Linked DNA regions of Mus musculus: region 1 is linked to region 2. A link is a contact called in public ChIA-PET data. All regions are on one chromosome and are shown on one strand. Each heading gives the region's core, a stretch centred on a gene start, on an enhancer-like site or on the middle of the called end of the contact. The rest is flanking DNA. Distances are from core to core; before and after follow the strand shown.

The links. ChIA-PET counts read pairs in DNA pulled down with a chosen protein or histone mark.
Region 1: a contact with region 2 is called in an RNA polymerase II ChIA-PET map of memory CD8 T cells, with 52 read pairs. The contact joins two enhancer-like sites. A contact is called at or near these places in 3 of 484 Hi-C or Micro-C datasets (cortical neurons and regulatory T cells) and 2 of 115 datasets of contacts at active chromatin or transcription factors (effector CD8 T cells and memory CD8 T cells).

The regions. Positions count from the first base shown.
Region 1 is chr3:9,915,321-9,918,996 of GRCm38.p6, reverse strand. No RefSeq gene overlaps it. Among named protein-coding and RNA genes, the nearest start is that of Gm33273, 32 kb to the right of the region's middle. Within about 2 kb of position 2,101, at least 11 of the 459 cell types and tissues checked have an H3K27ac peak or open chromatin away from gene starts, as enhancers often do. A contact at or near this core is called in effector CD8 T cells, memory CD8 T cells and regulatory T cells, where this site is marked.
Region 2 is chr3:9,785,325-9,788,563 of GRCm38.p6, reverse strand. It overlaps Pag1 (phosphoprotein associated with glycosphingolipid microdomains 1), which reads left to right. Exons shown (of 9, transcript NM_001195031.1): 2 at 1,244-1,302. Among named protein-coding and RNA genes, the nearest start is that of Pag1, 47 kb to the left of the region's middle. Within about 2 kb of position 1,758, at least 24 of the 459 cell types and tissues checked have an H3K27ac peak or open chromatin away from gene starts, as enhancers often do. A contact at or near this core is called in effector CD8 T cells, memory CD8 T cells and regulatory T cells, where this site is marked.

The DNA of each region.
Region 1 (3,676 bases), core at 852-3,351, 130 kb before region 2:
TTTATCACAATTTCATAGTCCCTTTTGCCTCTTAACATAAATCTACACAGAGTCTGAGATTGTCTGCAGATAGCTTGATAGCTTTGGATGGCTGGTTCAGGCTGGACAGTGAAATTAGAAGCTATTTAATCACGTACCAGTTCTGTAAATGATGGATCTTAAGTCACTTATCTGTGCCTCGGTTTCCAAGTCTTTAAAGTAAGAAGATTGTATATTAAATGGCTTACATATACATTCCTAAGCCAAATTCTGTTTTCCTGGTTAGCATGAATAACAAGTTTGAAAACAATTATGAAACTGGATTTTTTTTTCATGGAGAATATTCTATCAGTTTTAACTACTGGGTGTTGCAGATTCGTGCAAGCATTTGCATGGCCCCTGTCTTCAGCATGAGCAATGGTCTGCCTACCACTGTATATAATTGTTTTGTCCTTTCTTAAAAGACATCCATTCTCTTCCATTGCTTCTCTTCCCTCCTTCCCATTTACACCAACCTTCTATTCTGAGAGAGAGAGAATGAGAGAGAGAGAGAGAGAGAGAGAGAGAGAGAGAGAACAGAGACATAGAGACAGAGACACAGAGAGAGGCAGAGAGAGACACAGAGCAAGACAGAGAGAGACACACAGAGACACACAGAGAGAGACAGAGAGACAGAGAAACACAGAGAGACACACACAGAGTGAGACAGAGAGACAGAGAGAGAGACAGACAGACAGACATACAGAGTACCAAGAGTATCCTGGAGCTTCTTTCATTCAGTTTTCAAAAACACACAGAAGCAAACTTTGAGACCGTGTGTCTTGGTCACTATTCTAGTGATGTAAAGAGACACCATGATCATGGCAACTCTCAGAAAGAAAGGCATTTAATTGGGGCTTGTTTACAGTTTCAGGAGTTTGGTCCATTATCATGGTAGGGAGCATGGTGGCACACATGGAGCCATGGTGCTGGAGAGGCAGTTGAGAGCTCTCCAACTGGATCCACAGGCAGCCATTCTTTTTATTATTAATTTATGTATTTATTCACTTTTCATCCCAATTGCAGCCCCCTCCCTCCTCTCTTCTGAGTCTCATCCTCATACATTTCTCCCTCATTACCGCTCCCATTCTCCTCAGAGAAGGGGAAGCCCCACTTGGGTACCAGCCCACCCTGTGGCAACAAGTGAAAGCAAGTCCAAGCACATCAGATGACATCCTTACACAAACTACCAAGCCCACCTAGCTTATTTTATATTCCATCCTCACACACTTCCATTTCACAGAACAAATCACAACTTAATGAGAGACATATATATATATATGTATATATATATATATATGCTTTCTAATAAAACTATCACTCCCATAAAACAACAACTGAGAAACCATGCAGGATTTGCACACGCGTTTCCTCTCAACTTCTGCTCCTGCTCATCCAGGCTCAGATTAGCCTGAAGATAAATTTTTGATCAATTACAAGGGTGATGAAAGAAATTGGCCTGATTATAAGATCAGTGTAAAACTCAGCTAAGCAAGGGCACGCATAGTGTCGGAAGAAACTCAGGTCATCAAGGGTCACCTCCATGGTGGCAGGAGTCTGGGAGAGGTAGATCCAGTCAGTTCCAGAAAGGAATTAACCTGATCCCTAAGCAGCATGTGTGGTGACAAGTGCAGAGGTGAGGCTGAGGCCCAGGTGGCAGCTAGAAGCTTGGCACAAGGAGCTGCTCTCCCGGACTAAGCTTCTCACTTAATGAGCTGCTCTCCCGGACTAAGCTTCTCACTTAATAAGCTGCTCTCCCAGGCTAAGCTTCTCACTTAACTGAGTGAACTTACTAAAGCTTTTCCTGCTTTTCAGGTTTGAGTCCAGAGGTGCAAGGGGCAACAGAAAACAAAACGTGGCTTTCTGCACAAGCCCTTCTTTTCAGAAAATTAGTTCCTGACTTTTGAAATAGTCCCCTAAACTCCAAGTCCCCTAAACGCCAAGTCCCAAACATCACAGCACCTGGAGGAGCCAAGAGTACTCAAAAAGCCTTTCAGAAAATATGCACAGGAAATCAGTAGCAATCACACACAGGAAAGGCGCGGCTCCGTGTGAATTTGATGCTGATTTGATTTTTTTTTTTTTGCAACTCGACAGAAGCTAGCTTGATCTAGGAAGTGGGAACATCCGTTGAGAAAAGGCCTCCATAAGCTTGACTTGCAGACAAGTCTGCAGGGCCTTTAATCATTAATGATTTTTATGGAAGGATCCAACCCACTGTGGGTGGTGCCACCCTTGGGCAGATGGTCCTGGAGTGTATCAAAGAGCAGGCTGACAAACACTGTATGGAAGTCGGGGATTCTTATGGAAGAGTTGGGGGAAGGATTGAAGGCCCTGAATGGGATAGGAACTCTACAGGAAGACCAACAGAGTCAACTAATCTAGATCTTTGGAGCTCTCAGAGACTGAGCCACCAACCAAAGAATATACCCAGGCTGGAACGAGGTCCCTGGCACGTATGTAACAGACATGCAGTTCAGTGTCCATGTGGTGCCTCCAACAACTGGAGTGGAGGCTGTCCCTAAAGCTATAGCCTGACTGTGGAATCTGTTCCCCGACAGGGCTGCCTCGTTGGCCTCAGTGGGAGAGGATATATCTAATCTCGCAGAGACTTGATCCACCAGGGTGGTGGGATACCCAGGGTGGGGCCATCCTCTCCAGAGGAGAAGGGGAGGGTTTTGTGGGGAAGGACTCCGTGAGGGGGAAATCCTATGGAAGCAGAGTGTGGGATGTAAATAAGAAAGTAAATAAATAAATAAATTTAAACGAGTGCAAGCCGAGGGAAGCAAGCCAGTGAGAACCAGTGCCTCCACTTCAGCTCCTGCCTCAGCAACTGACTATAACAGAGACTGTGAGATAAAATGAACTGCTTTAACACAGCGACAGAAAGCAAACCAGAACACGGCTGGCTCGGTGGCTCGGTGGCTCGGTGGTTAAGAGCATGCACTACGCTTGCAGGGGACCCAAGACCAACTTCCAGCACCCATATTGGAAAGCTCACATACACTTGTAATACCAACTCCAGGGTATATGACATGCTCTTCTGGCCTCTACGACACCTGCGTTCATACGCACATACCAATACATATAATTTTAGGAAATGATTTTAAGAAAAGGAAATAAGTCTTAAGTATAAAATAAAATGTAGTTTACTGCTGAAGCCCCAGTGCCAGTACATACCATTCCTATCAACAGAAATCAATGCGACGATTGCAAAGTCAGCATCCTCACAGATGGACTAAGTTCATATTTTCTATACTTCCATTATCCTGAATCTGGACGTGACTGAAAATACATCCAAATTAATGTCCAACATGCTGCAGCTTACGATGTGGTTATAGACTCCTCAGGGAACAGAATTAAACCATCGAACCCATCTTCTGTGTCCAGGGTGAAAGGTTAATGGGCTGACTAAGATGCTAAACAAATTACAAAGCAATGTCCCTTGGAGGGAGAGATGAGGAAAAACATCAAATGCTTATTTGACATTTTCCCCTCAGTTCTGCAAATGTTGTAAATAGCAGTAAAATAATCGCAGAGAAGCCACCAAGGCTGAATGGCTATCTAATGAAGAGTCCCTGCCAGCTAATTCAGGTTTTTGCTTTGTTGCGTGGAATAGAGTGGGTCACCTAAAAATGTTATTTACATTTAGCAAATG
Region 2 (3,239 bases), core at 509-3,008:
GCAGGGTCTCACCTGGGCAGCTCTTTGCCCACTCTAACATTGCTTTCCTTATCATTTATTTCTAAGGAACAATTTTTGTCCTTTCCTTTTTAAACTTTACCAAAACAGAAACAAATTGAAAGCATAAAAGAGTCCCCGTTTTACCTCAGGATTCATCCTCAAGCAATCTCCACCAGCTCTTATGTCTCCCCACTCTGCAAGCGTCTCCCTCCATGACACAAACTTAAGAAGTCTACACAAGAACCATCGTACAAAGCAGGGTTTTAGGTTTGAGTTCAATTTCTCAAATCTTAGTCACACTCTTGCAGGACAGGATCTTTATAAGTGATACAATCTTACTGTTAATAAGCATAAGGCACTGTATTAAACAGTGTATTTCAAGTTGAAGGAGTAAATAGCATGGCTAGATCCATGCTAGCAATTAGCACATGGTTCTTCACCCTTTCATTTCATGTTCCCCCTCCCTCCCTCTCTGTCTCTCCCAATCTCTCTCTCTCTCTCCACCTATCTCCCTCCCCACCTCTCCCCCTCTCTCCCTCTCTTCCTCCCTCTCTCCCCCTCTCTCCCCCTCTCTCCCTCTCTTTCAGTATATAGCTGTTTTAAGGCTGTGGTACATTGCCCATTGTGTAGGTCTGCGGTTATGTGTGTGATATATAACACATGCCTACTGTAGGACTCTGTAGATTGAGAAGAGGAGGAAGGAAGCAATTATTCAAATATGGCAGAGACATAACTAAATGGCTCGTCTGCAGCTTCATTTCTGTTCCTTCCATGGATATGTACTCTGTGTCCATGTGTACATTTATCTTATCTAGAACTGTTCGTTTAGATTTAGATTGGCTTGTGTTATGTGTATGAGTGTTTTGCCTGCATGTATATGTGTACCACAGGCAGGACTGGTGCTCATGAAGGTCATAAGAGGGCATCTGATTGCCTGGCACTGACGCTAAGGAGAGGCGTGAGTCACTGGCACCCGTGTCCAAGGTCAGAACTGAACTCAGGTCTTCTGCAAGAACAAGTGCCCATCACCACAAGTCTGTCGACTATGGGCAGGCATTTCAAGTTTTGTCTTTAGGACTCCTTTCTCTGTAGTACTAAAATGCTACAGCTTACGCTTACTGATCAATTTCCTCCTTTACTGCAGAACTTTTAATAAGTAAAGGAGAAGGTAATAACTCTTTTCATTCTTTTAGTTTTAGTCCAATAAGAAATTTAAAACTATGTTCCTCTTATTCCTTTCTAGAACACACTGGGTTCTTCTCTGATTTCCACAGTGGAGCACAACTTCAAAGCTGGGAGTTGGTGAGTTCAGGATATTTATTCATCTAAGTCACCATCTTTAATATTGGTCATTCAAGCTTGCTACTAAGGTAACTCTGTATCTAGCCACCCTGCATGTACAGATGCACAGCTCCAGCCAGGTGTGAGCTAGCCTGCACTCACAGATACACAGCTCCAGCCAGGTGTGAGCTAGCCTGCACCCACAGATACACAGCTCCAGCCAGGTGTGAGCTAGTTCCACCTTAGATGTCACACCATGACCACTGTGCCACAAGGGTAACTTGTCTGTTTTATGTTGCTCTAACAAAACCTGATAGAAACGGCAGGAGATGTGTGTTTGGGGTCACAGTGGGGTCAGAAGCATCATCACTTAGTGAGGCGGATTGAAGGGCATGGTGGGACAAGCTGCTCCCTCCTAGCAGTGAGGAAGCAGAGAGCCAGGGAGGAAGTGTGTAAGGACAAGATACAGCCTTTCGAGGCATCGCCAGCAGCCCACTTCCTCTGAGCCCCGCCTCTGCTCTCATAACTCTGCTCTGCTCTGAACTCATAACTGCTGAATCCATTGATGGAATTCAGCCCTAATAAGTCAATCACCCCTCAAAAGCTCCACCCAGTGTCCACCAGGCGCTGACACATGGGATATTTCCTATCAAGAGACAAGAGACCAAGACACCAACAGGCACAGTTCCTATGCCATGGGACTTCAAGCAGTGTCTGGCTCAGTCCTCATTCTGCTTCTTGGTGCCTCCATGGAGGGCCAGTGCTACCTCATCTCAGTCTCTTTCCTCATTCTGAGATGAGAATACTAATTGCACAGACTCTTTTTTTTTCTTTTTTTTATAAGGTATTTATTTCATTTGCATTTCCAATGCTATCCCAAAAGTCCCCCACACCCACTCCCCCACCCACTCACTCCCACTTCTTGGCCCTGGAGTTCCCCTGTATTGAGGCATATAAAGTTTGCAAGATCAATGGGCCTCTCTTTCCACTGATGGCCGACTAGGCCATCTTCTGATTCATATGCAGTTAGAGACACGAGCTCCGGGGTACTGGTTAGTTCATATTGTTGTTCCACCTATAGGGTTGCAGATCCCCCCAGCTCCTTGGGTACTTTCTCTAGCTCCTCCATTGGGGGCCTTGTGATCCATCCAATAGCTGACTGTGAGCTTCCACTTCTGTGTTAATTGCACAGACTCTTGAGCTCTGTGAAGGATGACCAGTATACACAGCTCTCCCCACCACTACCATCATCGGGACCATGAGGCTGTGTTTACTGTGACCATGATCAGTACTAATACCAGTTACATCGGAAACCCCTGAGTGATCTGGGCTTGGACAGAATCAAAATCCAGCGTGAAATCCTCGAGCCTAAGCAAACGACAAGTCAACGCAAAGACCTTCACACTAGGTTTAGCAATTGCATTACTACAGGTTATCACTTTTTAAAATGAATCCTGGACCTTGAAGTGTCATTTTCACCCCATTTAAAAGATTTAGAAATCTCAAGTGTCCTGGCCTCCCTGACCTGCTCCCATTACAGACCATCATTCTGGGCCTCTCTGCTCACAGAGGAAAGGGTCCATCTGGTCTAGGTTTTCCCAGGCCCTCACATCTTGGTAAAAATGAACCATTGTCTTTTAATTAAATCTTTTCTTATGCTTGTTGAGAAATCCAGAGTTAAGTCTTTGCTGTTAGGAGAGCTGGGTCACTGCTGAGTCATTTGCAGGGCAACTACAGAACCTAGAAACAGATTCCTCCTCCTCCTCCTCCTGCTCCTCCTCCTGCTCCTCCTCCTCCTCCTCCTCCTCCTCCTCCTCCTTCTCCTCCTCCTCCTCCTCCTCCTCCTCCTCCTCCTCCTGCTAACTAAGGCTAAAGAATATGTGCTTAACAGCTTTGATTATCTGTGCTCCATAAATGCCTTCCTCTGATCTCCCAACATTTGACAAGAATCTCAATTC